5 separate regions of the Mus musculus genome follow, and all the other regions are linked to region 2. A link is a contact called in public HiCAR-type and promoter capture Hi-C data. All regions are on one chromosome and are shown on one strand. The core of a region is the stretch at or near the end of the contact, and the rest is flanking DNA. Distances in the headings are between cores, read along the strand shown.

The links. Promoter capture Hi-C pulls out the DNA fragments that hold promoters and counts their contacts. HiCAR-type assays count read pairs that join an accessible place to other places.
Region 1: a contact with region 2 is called in a promoter capture Hi-C map of hematopoietic stem and progenitor cells, with 2.9 times the contacts expected there. The contact joins the enhancer-like site here to the promoter of Ndc1 in region 2. A contact is called at or near these places in 12 of 39 promoter capture datasets (the HPC-7 cell line, cranial neural crest, embryonic stem cells and 8 more), 2 of 484 Hi-C or Micro-C datasets (palatal mesenchyme and ventricular fibroblasts) and 4 of 115 datasets of contacts at active chromatin or transcription factors (cardiomyocytes, craniofacial prominence, embryonic stem cells and 1 more).
Region 3: a contact with region 2 is called in a HiCAR-type map of embryonic stem cells, with 6 times the contacts expected there. The contact joins the promoter of Acot11 here to the promoter of Ndc1 in region 2. A contact is called at or near these places in 1 of 39 promoter capture datasets (embryonic stem cells), 6 of 484 Hi-C or Micro-C datasets (the G1E-ER4 cell line and embryonic stem cells), 9 of 115 datasets of contacts at active chromatin or transcription factors (T-cell acute lymphoblastic leukemia, bone marrow-derived macrophages, embryonic forebrain and 3 more) and 3 of 9 other capture datasets (adipose tissue, embryonic stem cells and macrophages).
Region 4: a HiCAR-type map of embryonic stem cells shows a contact between it and region 2, with 6 times the contacts expected there. The contact joins the enhancer-like site here to the promoter of Ndc1 in region 2. A contact is called at or near these places in 7 of 39 promoter capture datasets (embryonic stem cells, frontonasal cranial neural crest, hippocampal neurons and 3 more), 3 of 115 datasets of contacts at active chromatin or transcription factors (astrocytes, embryonic hindbrain and embryonic stem cells) and 1 of 9 other capture datasets (embryonic stem cells).
Region 5: a contact with region 2 is called in a promoter capture Hi-C map of hippocampal neurons, with 2.2 times the contacts expected there. The contact joins the promoter of Zyg11b here to the promoter of Ndc1 in region 2.

What each region holds. Positions count from the first base shown.
Region 1 is chr4:106,748,539-106,751,238 of GRCm38.p6, forward strand. Acot11 (acyl-CoA thioesterase 11) reads right to left here. Exons shown (of 16, transcript NM_025590.4): 14 at 1,345-1,476; 15 at 724-850. Among named protein-coding and RNA genes, the nearest start is that of Fam151a, 16 kb to the left of the region's middle. Within about 2 kb of position 1,348, at least 92 of the 459 cell types and tissues checked have an H3K27ac peak or open chromatin away from gene starts, as enhancers often do. A contact at or near this core is called in hippocampal neurons and palatal mesenchyme, where this site is marked.
Region 2 is chr4:107,366,620-107,369,319 of GRCm38.p6, forward strand. It overlaps Ndc1 (NDC1 transmembrane nucleoporin), which reads left to right and starts at 1,428. Exons shown (of 18, transcript NM_028355.4): 1 at 1,428-1,529; 2 at 2,138-2,258. The coding sequence starts at 1,470.
Region 3 is chr4:106,798,430-106,801,189 of GRCm38.p6, forward strand. It overlaps Acot11 (acyl-CoA thioesterase 11), which reads right to left and starts at 1,402. Exons shown (of 16, transcript NM_025590.4): 1 at 1,255-1,402. The coding sequence starts at 1,287.
Region 4 is chr4:106,588,908-106,591,607 of GRCm38.p6, forward strand. Dhcr24 (24-dehydrocholesterol reductase) reads left to right here. Exons shown (of 9, transcript NM_053272.2): 9 at 1-206. Lexm (lymphocyte expansion molecule) reads right to left here. Exons shown (of 10, transcript NM_183182.3): 10 at 2,002-2,700. Among named protein-coding and RNA genes, the nearest start is that of Lexm, 27 kb to the right of the region's middle. Within about 2 kb of position 1,449, at least 42 of the 459 cell types and tissues checked have an H3K27ac peak or open chromatin away from gene starts, as enhancers often do. A contact at or near this core is called in embryonic stem cells, where this site is marked.
Region 5 is chr4:108,299,807-108,302,506 of GRCm38.p6, forward strand. Zyg11b (zyg-ll family member B, cell cycle regulator) reads right to left here and starts at 1,284. Exons shown (of 14, transcript NM_001033634.3): 1 at 1,085-1,284. The coding sequence starts at 1,114.

The sequences.
Region 1 (2,700 bases), core at 98-2,597, 620 kb before region 2:
AGCCTTGCTTGCCTTCTGGGGAAGCAACAGATACAACCTTGTATCTTGATCAGTTAGAAAACCTGAGTGATAGACCTAGCCTCTTTTGATAGGTCCCCCAGATACACAGGGAACTTCAACTCTGACTGCCCTATCACAGCAAACCATAAGGTCACTGTACACCTCCCTGCTGACTAGGTGGCCCCAAGGGGACAGGAATTGACTCTAATACCTACACCTGAATCCACTTTATAACAGTGCTGGGAGGGTGGGGTGTCACAGAAACGTGGTAGACATAAGCCTTGGACTATGTCCTTTGTGTAGGTCCTTAGCAATGCTGGCCGAGTCAGCACCTGGGCAAGGCTGCAAGGAAAACTGCATGCCAGGGGAACTGCAGCATACCTGCCCCCAGCTCTGCTCTACCTTTCCAATTAACTCTGACTCCCCTGCTGAGCCTTCTATGCCCTCAAAGCCACATAAAGCCCTCCCAGACGAAAAGGGAGACACATTAAACAAACAATGGCAGAATTTTAGATCAGAGCTGGGCTTTCTGTAGTGTGTCCAGAGCTTTTCCCAAGCCCCAATAGCAGTTTGCTCTCTGACCACACTCAAGCTCCAGACGAGCTCCTTTCAGACTGCAAAGTCTGGGGGGTCATGGGGGTTCGGGTCTGGAAGGGCCCAGCCGAACAGCGTAGAGTTCAGTTTATCCATAGGTGGAAGTATAGAGGGGACATCACGTCTTACCTTAGTCATCTGGTCCCCCTCACGCCACAGACAGAAGCCTGAACAGAGAGTCTCCCCACGTTGGTATTCCGGTGTCTCATGGTGCGTGGGCAGCGTGACCGACCTCAGGGCAATGACATAGGGGTCCCTGGAAGAGAGGCAGAGTTAGAAGGGATCAGAGATCATCCAGAGGAGGATGCCTTGCTGGGGGTCAGCTGTAGGAAGGGGACATCTGTGTTAGCAGCATCAGGTTCAGGCTCCCTGTGAACCCATGGACTGTGTACCTTGGGGTTTTCATTCTTCTGGCCTTTGTCTCCAGAAAAAAAGATGCAGTCTACCCTGGCTGCGCCCATGTCTCAGGTAACAGCCACAAGCTTCCAGAGGGCAGAGACCAAGGGATACCCATGGGAAAGGCACTCGTGTCTGTGGCAACAAATGCCACAGTCGCCCTTGCTTTCAGGAGCAGTTTGTGACCTTGCAGTCATGATGAACTCCCAATGGCGCCTAGAAACAGCTGGTGGGTTCTGAGTCCAGCCACCAGTGGGCAGCAGAGCTCTGGCCTCCATGTTGCTGCTCCTCCCAGGAGAGGGAGAGAGGAGGTCTCCCTACCTCAACTGCACCCCTCAGAGAGCAGGCACTCACCCATTGTCACAAGGCTTCCGCCTAGAGGCCAGGATCACAAAGTCCTGGGGCTTGGTGTTCCCGCTCAGGGCGGGGCTGATGACGTGGTAGATGGCGTCATCCTCATCCACTTGCTGCACCAGCTCCACACTCCTGTGGGGAGGCTGAAGTCAGGGCTCAGAGCCACAGCAGCTCTCTATGGGGAGCAGCTCTGCCAGGCTCCCGCAGCCTGCAGCCTCTGAGCGGAGCCGGGGAAGGATGGGGACCCTCCAGCATATGTGTATGCATGAATGTGTATGCATGTGCTTGTCTGTACACACAACATTCACACACACACACAGTGCACCAGAGCAGATACACAGGCACATGCACATATAAGCATATACAGAGACACTCATCTAGGTACACACACACACACACAAAGCACACTGACATATACTCAAGCCAATACAAGTATGCAAACTGATAGTATTAACTGTCAACTTGACAGAATGCAGAATCATCTGGGAAATGGGTCTCTGGGTATGCCTGTAGGAGATTATCTTGTTAATTGGCAGAGGGAGGCCCACCTGAACTGTGGCCAGCACCATCACCTGACAGGGAAAGTGGAGGCTGTGAGCTGGGCACTAGCATGCATTCACACCCCTCTGTTATGTTACTGTGGATGCAGTATGAACAAGTGCTTCAAGCTTCTGCTGCCTTGACCTCCCCACTGCAGTGGACAGTACTTGGAACTGTGAGCCCGAGTGAACCTGTTCTCCCTTCAGTTGCTTTTGTCAGGGTATTTTACGACAGCAATGGAGAAAGACATATGTGAGCGTATGTACACAGACAGCTCTGAACTCACAGATCTGCAGGTGCACACACACCCCAAGTAGCTGTTCAAGGATTCAGTAGTTGTCCATACTGTCTAATGAGTTCCCAGTGTGTTTCAGGTGCTATCCTGGGATCTCACTTAAGACTCCTGTGGGCAGTCTTAGCATCCTCACTAAATAGAGGAGCTAAGGCTGGGGGTTAACCCACTCTGGGCTACAGAGTTCATGAGGAAACAGGGCTGGGGTGTTCAGCCTGATGGGTAACAGAGACAACACAAGACCAGGCATACTCACACATCTGTTCAGGTATACAGGCATCAACTGACATTGGTACCCACAGACACAAGGGCAGTCACATGAGGACATGGCCACACCTCCCCCTATCCTTCTGCTGCACAAAGGCTGGCTAGGGAACAGGCTGGCTGTGCAGGCCTAGGGGAGTGTGCTGGGGTCTCTAGCCTATGTCACTCACCCTCAGTGAACTTTGGTTTGGTCCACAGCAGCCCATCTTTCCCAGCTCCTCTGCCCAGCCACCACCGATCACCTCTCAGTTCTAGAATAC
Region 2 (2,700 bases), core at 178-2,677:
CAGCACCTGCCTAGCACCTGCCCAGCACCTGCCTAGCACCTGCCCAGCACCTGCCCAGCACCTGCCCAGCACCTGCCTAGCACCTGTCCAGCACCATGTTCAGGTTTTCCTCCTGGAGTCCAGGTACTGAATTCTTGTCTTCATGCTTATGTAGCTAGCTGAGCTACCTCTCCACCAATGGTAATCTTCTTTTTGGAGACAGCTGTTTCACATATTCCAGACTAGTCTCAAACTCACTAGCTAAGGATGGCTTTGAGCTTTATAGCCTCCTGCCTCAGTTTCTTGAGTGCTGCCATGTTTTGGGAGGTGCTGTAGGGTTTGGTATATATCAGGAAAGCATTTTACAACTCAGTCACACCCCAGCCTTCAATAGTTGTCTTATAGTATATAGTATTTACATCTTTACCCCATTAACAGGATGTTGTGTTTTTATCCTTATTTTACACTTGAAGAAATAGAGGCTCTGTGAGGATCAAGATGCTGCACTTAACAAGTATTAATAGCTGAAGCTAAAAACCAAAACATACCTTTCTTATCAATAAAACACTTTATTTTTAATAAAAGGAATTCAGTGAAGTTACTGAGTATTAAGACGGCAGCTTCAGTATCCTGTGGTTTCACTTTTAGAAAGATGCCATTCTGGGCTGAAGAGATGGCTCAACTCTTAAGAGCACTGACTGCTCTTCCAGAGGTCCTGAGTTCAATTCCCAGCAACCACATGGTGGCTCAGGACCATCTGTAATGGGATCTGATGCCCTCTTCTGGTGTGTCTGAAGACAGCTACAGTGTACTCATATAAATAAAATAAATGCATCTTTAAAAAAAAAAGAAGAAGAAAGATGGCATTCTGGAAGAAAAAGTGATATAACAACCTTTTCACTCCCAGTGGTTATTACAGCTTTAGTTAAAAAAAAGAAAGAAAAAAATAGAAGAGAAAGGGAGGGGCTGGGAGGTGAGTCCCGTAAAAGGCTGCTCCTCTAGAGTATCCGGGTTTAATTCCCAGTAACCACATGGCAGCCAACAACTGTAACTCCAGTTCTAGGACACCCCAACTTGCTTCTCGTTACACCGCGAGCCTGTACTTTGGAACTCCAAGTTCCAGAATGCAACGCTCCTCTTCCCCTTGGTTCTCAGGGGTCGTCGAGACTACAGTTCCCAGCATGCAGCACCGTCGCCCTTTGTTTTTGACGCCCAGATGGACCCTGCTTCGGAAGGACTTTTTGGACTCCAGAGGACGCTTCCTCGAGTCACAGCCCACCTGGAGGCATGTGGCTACGGGGAAGTTCTGGCCGGTTGAGTCTGTTCAGGCGAAGCTGCGGAGAGATGGTCTGGCGGCTTTGCAGAACCCTGCCCAGGCAGCGTACCGGGCAGCCCCAGCTGGGTCCTCCCGGGGCCTTCCTGCCTTTGAACAGTGGTGGCGGGCGGACACTCTGTCCCCGGCACGCTTGAGAGCGGGGGCCGCCATCTCCATGGCCACGGCTGCGAGCGGGCCCTGCGCCGGCGGGTCGCCGCGGGACATCCTTTGGCGCGTGAGTTAGCGAGCCGTGGCGCTCCCTGCCTCTCTGGCGGTGCCTGCGCGCTTGGCTAAAGGGGCCTGTCTTGGAGGCGCTTTAGGAATAGCGTGTAGGGATCTGACCGCCTCGGGGATTGGGTGCAAGGGTGTGTGGGCGTCCCCGAGTGGAAGTTAGGTCTGGGGTGTTGAGCTGGAGTCCGAAGTGGAAGTTTGTCAGCGTGGTTGGGATGGCCCGAATGGAAATTTGGTGGAAAAGTTGTAGAGCAAAAGGTTAGTGATTCGAGCTAATGCATAATAAATGGCTTGATTCCTTGGGCTAGGAAACGGGAAGGGCTGCTCTGTGTTGAAAGAATGTGGCCTTAGCAGACTCTGGGGTTGGGGAGACGCTAAACCGAGCATATATTCATGGTTTATTTAAGACAGCCTACTCTAGGCTTCAGCTAAGGAGAGCTCACCTCCTTGCATCCATTCTGTGTTTGGGGGGTGGGGAGTGGGCGCAAGGAGAGAAGTAAAGAGAATGCAAATAGTAGTGGTTCATGTTAATAGCCTAAATGGAGAAGCAGGATTTGCATGTCTGAGTTAGAGTAACTGACTTCTTGATTGAAGAGTTGTGTTTAATTTTAGGTTTTGGGTTGGAGGATAGTTACCAGCATCGTTTGGTCAGTAGTGCTTCTACCCGTCTGCATCACAGCCTTTATAGTCTTAAGCAGCATCAATTTATTCCACCCTATACAGTGGCTGTCAGGTAAGTGGTGATTTTTAATTACTGTCTGTATTGACATTAAAACATTACGTAAAGGCACTCACTCTCTGCATTTCTGCACTCACAGAACTGTCATTTTTGTTATATAAAATCAGTAAGTGTGTCAGGGATTATGTATGATGACAGGACAGATCATTAGAAGACTACTTATATACACAGCTAGGTGTGATGGCCCAGTGTCCTGGGAGGCAGAGGCAGGACGACCTGAGTTCAAGGCCAATCTGGGGCATATATATAGTAAATCCCTAGAGGTGCAGTAAAAAAGAAAAGGAAGCCACACAAGTATTTATCCTTTTGTCTTTTCCTTAAAAAAGGAAAAGAAAAGTTGGCTTATTTGTATTTTTCATGTGTATAAGTATTTAACTTGTATATATGTATGTTCATCACCACGTGTGTGCCTGGTGCTTATGGATCCCCCTGGAAG
Region 3 (2,760 bases), core at 152-2,651, 570 kb before region 2:
TCCCAGTGAGAGCGGGGCTCATAAAGACTGCACAGTGCCATGAGAAATCTAGGAAGGCTTTCCAGAGGAGGCAGCATCCCAGCTGAATCCGAGGGCTGAGAAGGAAACCGCCAAAGAGACGGCAGGCTGACAGAGGTGCAAGGGAGGCCAAGGTCACTGGTGGTCACTGGTGGAAGGTACAGAATATATGGCAGCTAGAGAGAGCCAAGGTGGAACACTAAGACAGAAAAAGCCAATCCCTACAGTGCTGCTGAGAACACAGAGGGAGGATGGTGGGGTGTGGAGAGAGCTGGGCAAGCCTGCCAGGTAAGACTGAACAGGTGGGCACACACCACAGCTAGCTTTTCAGAGATAACCACTAGTGGGGTAGCAGATGGAAGGAGCTGGGTGAGATCCTAAAAGTACAAAGAGCCCGGGCTGGGCAAGGATGCCACTTGAGGGAAAGGACGGGTGAGATGTGTATTTAGCCAGGGCACTTTTTAAAAGGCCTTTTCTGTACCGACCTCAGTTGGCAGATACTCTTGCCCAGCACTGGCGGTACAGCCTGTCCCAAGCCCTTCTCCAGGCACCAGGCCAAAGGCCCCCCAATGAGCCACTATGCACTTGGGTGTTTCTGGGACCTCAGCACCTATCTCAACTCCAAAGTCCCAGTTAGGAGGTTCCAGGAAAAAAAATACTCTCGAAGGTCATTGCATAGGACATTTTCCACATGGCCTTTCCCTCACAGGCTGTGTTCTTACTCTCCTGTTCTCGCCTTGTACACACACCCTCACGTCGTAAATTCTGTCAGGCCATAGCCTTGGAGTCCTGAGCGGGAGAAGTGATGAGGCCCAGAGCTCAGATGGCAGGCAGCGGGATTGTGCACAGGACCCAGGGAGACACACACACACACACACCAGCAGCAGCTGGATTGTAACATGACACACACACAGCAGCAGCAGCAGTATTATGCACAAAACACACACATACACACTCAACCAAACAGAATGCCAGAACTTGCTACAGAAGATTCCATTCCACCTAACCACAAACTGCCAGCCTGAGGGAGCCTACTGTCCCCGGGTCTCTTTGGGGAGAGTACTAGTTATAACTTAAGAAGTCCGTGGGTTCTGCAATATCTCCTTCTAAAGAAGACTACAGACAGATCCCGACTAAAGATGCAGATCCTGACTTTAGAGGAAAGCATCTACTTTCTGGGCCCCCACACCAGGAGACCCATTTGTCTCCCAGGCCACCCTAACCCACAGTCCATACCCTTCGCAAGTGGTTGCCCACATTCTGAATCATTGCTGCTCCGTTTGCTGGGTTGCCAGGCTGTGGGGGGGTCTGTAGGCTCCTAAAGGGCCGCTGGTCACCTGAGCCCTGGGACTGCCAGCAAGTCCAAAAGCAGCCGGCTTCTCCTGGCTCCTCCTCCCAAGGTCCCCGCCCTCCGGAGCCAGCTGTTAATATCTCCGCCCCTTGTCCTGGCCTCTCCTCGATCCGCCCTCTGTGCGCCCCCCCTCCAACCCCAGCACAGAAAGCTCCCTAGCACCTGCCAACTGGGCCACAACCACGTGGGGCCTGTTGCCCACCTACTGGCACCACCGGACTCTATGTCTCTAGACTCAGGCAAATGCCAGCCCCCACTCCAGCCCCCTACCCCTGTCCTTGCCTAACAGAATAGAAGTCCCAGAGCTCCCATTCTCTTGCCAGGGAGTCCATCCGTCCACAAGAGGGCAGGCTGGAGTGTAGCAGGATGCCAGGGAGCTGCCAAGGCCTCCTAGAGAGACACCAGACCCACCTGCCAGAGTTTTACCTTCCGGAGTGCTACCCGACTGGCTCCTGGGCCCAGGTTGTTAGCATCCAGCAACTGCCGAACAGGGTTTATACACCGGGCCCTGACAGCCACTTCCTTATAAGCAGGTAATTCTTGTAAATGAGGCGCCTGCCAAAGTACACCCAGTATGCCACGTGGTACTCAGCACCCATGGCCATCAACGAGTGAAAGTTCTCCAGGACTTTCCCTGTCCTCTGTCACTTCTGCAAGAGGTTCGAGGCAGACGACTAGAGACACACTCTGGTCAGGACTAAAAAAGCCAAAGGGAACTGGTGACCAAATGGCTGAGGACAAGTCGCGGAGCACCAGACCCCTGCTGTGACTCAGGCTTCCTGCTGATCCTCTTTCTACATCGCAGGGATGATCCCTGGGGCTGGAAAGGGATGTATCCAAGGCGCCATGGCCACTATGTAGCAGATGGGGACAGATCAGCAGACATGTCCTCTGCCTCCTGCTTCTGCTTTCATTCTCTACACAGTTACTAACAAGTCCTCTGCCAAAGGCCCCGAGTTCACTACCATGCCTGGGACTCTGGGCAAGTCCTCTCTTCTCTCAGAGCCTTGACTCTAGGAATCAAGGACTCGCACGTCTTTCCTTGTGAGTTCTCATCAACGATCTGCACTTCTGTATCTGCAGATGAGAAACTGAAGTTATACCCAAAAGACAGCAAGATAAACACCATTGTGCTAACTCTCGACTCCCAACACTCAGGAACCTAAGGTAGAAGGATGGCCATGAGTTCAAGGCCAGCCTAGGCTACATGTTGAGTTTCAGGCCAGCCTGATTTATAATACAATGTTAGACACTGTAAAAAAAAAAAAAAAGAGGGGTGGGGACAGAGAAATGGCTCAGTGGTTAAATGTTCTTGCTACTCTTCCAAAAGAGCCCAATTCGGTCCCAGTATCCATGTCAGATGGCTCAAAGCCAACTGTAACTGAAGCTCT
Region 4 (2,700 bases), core at 199-2,698, 780 kb before region 2:
TGAAAGGAAGGAGGGGATGGGTGTGGCGATGTGTGCTGTGTGATTTGTTGTTTTTTTTTTTTTAATTTGGTCATGGGGACCAAGGAGAAGGCATGAATCCCTGTATTTGGCTCTTGCAGCCTCAGGCACTGTGCCTACTCTCCAGGTCATGTCCCTGTGGTTCTGGGGCCACCACTTGTGTAAAATAAAGTACAGCCTGGACGCTAGTCTTTTGTCATTTATTCAGAGGACCAGTGTAGAGTCGGACAAGGACGCAGCCACCGCCACTGGTGCCATTCAGCTCCAATGTCCTGTCTGAACACAAGCACCCACAGATGAGGGCTAAAAACATGGGGGAAGCGGGTAGCAAATGGATTTCTGTCATTCCAGTGAAGAAATGCTGGCACCTCAGGAGGGATGGGCTCTGTCCTCAGGCACCAGGTACACTTGTCAGGTCTGGCTGGTGTTCTGGCTTCATCAATCGGTTGTGACAAACCAGTTTTGACAAGCTCATTGTTCCTGTGTCGATGTCCTCATCCAAAAGCCGAAGGCACAACGACCCTTCCAGCAGAACACAGTGCCTTCCTCTGCACACTACCAGCCTTCCTGTCAGCCAGATGTGTCCACAGGGATTAAGTGGTTAGCTTTGCAGTCACTAGAGACCCAGATAAGCTTCTGTTAGGATTGAACCACATGGACTTGTATTTTTTAATAGTTGGCTCACCCCAGGACTTTGATGCCCAGAGCCGGGAGAATCAAGTTTTAACTTGGTACACTTTGCACAGGTGTGTATGTGATGGGAATTTTACTAGAACCTGTGATTTTCATTCCGAAACTGGCTTCAAGCAACCTTTTGGGAAGTCCCTTCTCTGATTTCATAAGTTGTATCTTAAATCTGTAATATCCCCTCTGCTGGCCAGCGTTCTTTCTGTAACAAAGTACCTGAGATGTTGATCAAGAGGAGAGCTTTATTTCAGCTCTAAGTTCTAGAGGTTCCAATCCATGATCCCTTGGTCCTGAGGTGAGACAGTGTATAGTAATGGGTGGGTGTGGCAGAGGAAATGGTCAGAAACCAGGGAGAAAAGAGAATAGAAAATGGAGTTGGTAGTCCTTCAGTACCATTTACAGGCATGTTCCCAGGGATCCAAAGACCTCCTACTGAGCCTTTCCCAACAGAACCAGCCCTTGACACCAGGCCTTTGGAGACATCCCAAGCCCAAACTACCATTAAAATAGCTTTCGCTCTTCAGTCCTAGACATAACCTTACATTGAGATGAGTCTTCACCACAGGGTGTCTCCAAATCTCAGTCTTGTAAGCAAGAAACGGAAGTGGGCATCTGCTGACTGGCCATGACCCACCCACCCACATAAAGTACGCAGTTTGTCAATCTCACATGCCAAGTGACCGGGTTAGGCACATTCCAGTGCCTGGCTACCACGTGACACAGACAAGTTGACACAGAACGTTAACTACCACAGCTGCAACATCCTGCTTTGCTCTGAGAGCCAGCTTAACCATCTCCTGACACGCTGTGCTTCCGGACACACCCCTGAATGCAAGGTCAGCGTGAAAAGTGGCCCCACATCCCAGACCCGGGACAGTCACCTCCCAGGGGTCTGCTCTGCACCCAACAACCCATCTACCCTCAGTTTGGTTAGATCCCCTTTCTCTGGCTGAGTCTGGGGGTGGGGTGTCTAGAGAGTGGATCAGCAGGGCCTGAGATACAGGTTACTGGAAGAGGAAGTCCCAGAAGCAGGCTGTATACAGCACCTGCAGAATGAAGGACCACGCCAGGGCCAGAGTAAGAGCCCGGCCAGCTTAGGTGTGGGCGGTTATTAAGTAGCTCACCATGATGAGAAAACCAAAGATCCAAACTCCAAATGAGGAATGAAAGGGGCTCTAGGCAGGGTGCATGCTGATGGTCCTGGCTACTCCGGATGCTGAAGAGAACAGTCATGATTTCATTTCTTTCACAACCACGACTTGGACCCACGTGAGAAAACAACTGGTAGAACCGGCTCTGAAAACATGTCTGAAATCGCTTTATTATGTAAGTTCTGTGGCTGAGTCTGTCAGGTCTCCTCATCCTCTTCTCCAGGGGACAACTGGCTCCCCCCACCACTGTCATTGATGTAAACAGTGAGGGGGAACGTCACAGGATGTTGTCACTCACCCCCGAGGACCCACCTCTAACCACACTGGTGGCCCACAATGCTAAAGTGGGGTACAGCGCTTCAATGGCTGAACACTGGAAGTCAGCAGTCTCCTCCCAGCACGAGGCTCTGTTGAGTGTCCAGAGCACCCTAGCATGGAGATGGGGTTTTCCTACAGGTCCCAGACTGCTACGTAACAAATGCTCCTCTCCCCGCCTCATTCTGGGACAACGGTGAGTTAGGTACCCACGCTCTAGCTTCACAGTGCAAGGGGTTCCAGGAAGTCACCCACGACCCCCTCTTCCATCCACCTGCTCTCTGGCTCCCAAATTCACGTCACCAGCTGACTGGAATGCTTAGGACAATGGATCTCTTGTAACAAAAGATACCTGGTCCCCCTGCTGTCCCAGTAGACACTGTGACTTTTGACCGCAGGGCTACAGCAAAGATGACCCTCCTGCCTTCTCCCCTCACCCAGGCATTCTCCAAGATCCCTGCTTCCTTTCCCATCTCAAGATTTCTCTTCTGGCCTTGGGCTCTCTGGTTGCATCAGGCTGTTCTTCCCG
Region 5 (2,700 bases), core at 34-2,533, 930 kb after region 2:
AGGATAGAACAATGCTTTCAATATATACACAGCAAAACGCGGATAACACTTAAAAATGGGACTGTAGTCACAGCCATTTTGAAGCAGAGGAAAATTTGCAAAGAAAGGGTTTCTCCAAGAAAGGACAGAAAGGACAGGACAAATACAACCTTTCGGAGGAAGGTATTCGAAAGACTGTCACAATCTGACTGCCAGGCTGATATTCAGACCTCAAATGCCCTTGGTCTCTGCCTCCTAACAAAAACAAATCATGTGCTCTGAGCAACAACTGTCAAGCCTGCAAATTACAAAAGATTTTTAATTTCCCTAACGGTAACTCCACATGAAAACACATTCAAAATAAAAATGTAACAACCCTTTTTGGCTATTTCTGTCAAAAGGCCTGATAATCACATAAGGCTACAGGATGTACTCTGTAACACACCCCACTCAGGTTTTTGCAATGACACTAAGTAGTAAAGCTTCCAGACTATTCTTCCATACCGCCAATCTCCCCTCACTTCCCCACTCCAAAACAGAACGGAGAAAGAAAGGTTACTAATCTGTATGTACCCGCCCAACAGCTCCCGGGTAGCAATTGCCTTCCAATTGCTCCTGCTTAGCCCTCTGAAACCTGCACAAGGAAATGGGGACAGATGTGTGAGCCGGCGACGGAGGACATCCGACAAGGGGCAGAGGAAATGCGGATGGTCGAGGACCAAGGGGAAGAGGGGGCGCCGGAGATAAAATGGTGAAGAGGGTCGAGGAGGGAAAGGAAGCAAAGTGTGGGAAGGAAAAGTGGGGGGTGGGGGTGACTAACGACCATAGAGGAGAAAGGTTAAAATGGTTGAGGAGAAAGGGGAGGGTTAAAGACAGGGAAGGGGGGACGAGGAGAATGCGAAGGAGGCTGTCACCGGGGGACAAAAGGGTGTCACCGGAAAGAAGGGGGATTAAGGGATGTCTCCCAAAGAGGTTTGCTCCTACTGGTGGATGGGGAACGCGAGCCGGAGGAGACAGAGGGAGGGTGCAGGAAGAAGGGTGAGACGGCTGCCCGGCGTCCTCGGGCCACCCTGCGGGGGGTGGGGGGCAGGCCGCGCTAGCTCACCATGGCTGCGTGGGCCTGGTCCTCCGGCATGCAGCCTCGGTCCTGCGTGCGGTGGCAGGCGGAGCCCGAGCCCGCCGCTAAGATCAGCCGGCTCGGGGGCTCCAGGAGGCTCGGGTCAGGCAGCGGCTCCGGGCTGGGCCCAGGCCTCGGCCTCGCTCTTCTGAACTACAGCAGCCGCTGCCGCAACCTGACCGAAACACAGACTCCGCCTCGCTCGCCGCGCCTGCTGCGCCCCGCCCCCCCGCACGAGGTCCCGCCCCTCTCCCTGAGCCTACCGCGCCCTGCCCCTTAGAAGTCCCGCCCCTCTCTCCCTTGCATGTCTCGCCCCGCCCCAAAGTGGTCCCGCCCCCTGAAGACCCCGCCCCGTCCCGGCGTAGACTCCATTCTCAAACGCCAGCCCTTAAAGGGGCCAACGCCCTCTGACGAGGCTGTAGTCTTTCCGTTTGGAAGAGCTTTAAATCTTACCTCCAGAAGACTGCAGCGCTTACCCTCATTCTTCAAAACTTAACTTCTGATTCATAGTCATTAATTTTTTTTTTTAGTCATTAATTTTTGTTGTCAACGTTCTTAGTGATTTTAGCATTCTGTTACATGATGTTGTTTTGCTGTTGTTTTCGTTTTGTTTTGTGAGAAAGAGTCCCTCCACATAGCATATGTTAGGCAAGTATTCTGCCTGCTACTGCGTCACATCCTCGGGCCCCACAATCTCAATTTTGACTATGGAGCTTTCCCTCTTTAACCTGCTTTTCTTTTTTCTTTTTAAAGATTTATTTATTATTATATCCAAGTACACTGTAGCTGTCTTCAGACAGCACAGAATAGGGCATCAGATCTCATTACAGATGGTTGTGAGCCACCATGTGGTTGCTGGGATTTGAACTCAGGAAGAGGGGTCAGTGCTCTTAACCGATGAGCCATCTCTTGGCTGCCTTCTTTTGATCTTATGTAAATGGTGTTTAGCTATGCTATATTTTTCCACCCTCTAGGTAGCTACTTCAAGTCCCTCTTCTCAGGCCTCCGATATTTCCTTCTTCATGCTCATTTAACTAATCATTTTTGCCTTCAAATCACTGACAAAGTAAATGGACAAAACAGAACATCTATATAAGTTTCCATCACTGACAGTGACTTCCAGACTACCTATAACTCCACTTGTATACTTTTTCCTTTCTGTAGCCCAGGCTAGCCTTCACTATGTAGTCCAGGTATGCTTCAACTCTCCATTTCTCTGCTGTGGTGGTTTGAATAGGTATGGCCCCCATAGACTCCTGTGTTTGAATGCCTGGCCCATGGTGGTTGGTGATACTAGGAAGAGTAGCCTTGTTAGAGGAAGTGTGTCACTGTTTCTCCAGAGCGCACACTTCTGGAGACCTAACCCCCTAGCCTCTTGCCACTGGACCATCTTCCATTTTAATCACTATCAAGTATACAGGTCAGGCAGGATTAAGTACTGGTGAAGCCATCGCCAAACAGGCACTCCAGAAGGCTGCCACTTGATTGTTTCCATCGTGTTTGTGGTAGTGGGAATTAACTACAAGGCTTTGCACATGCTGTGCAAGTGTTCTCCTCTTGGGCAACATCCTCAGTTGTTCAGACTCTGCCGCTCTTGCAAAACT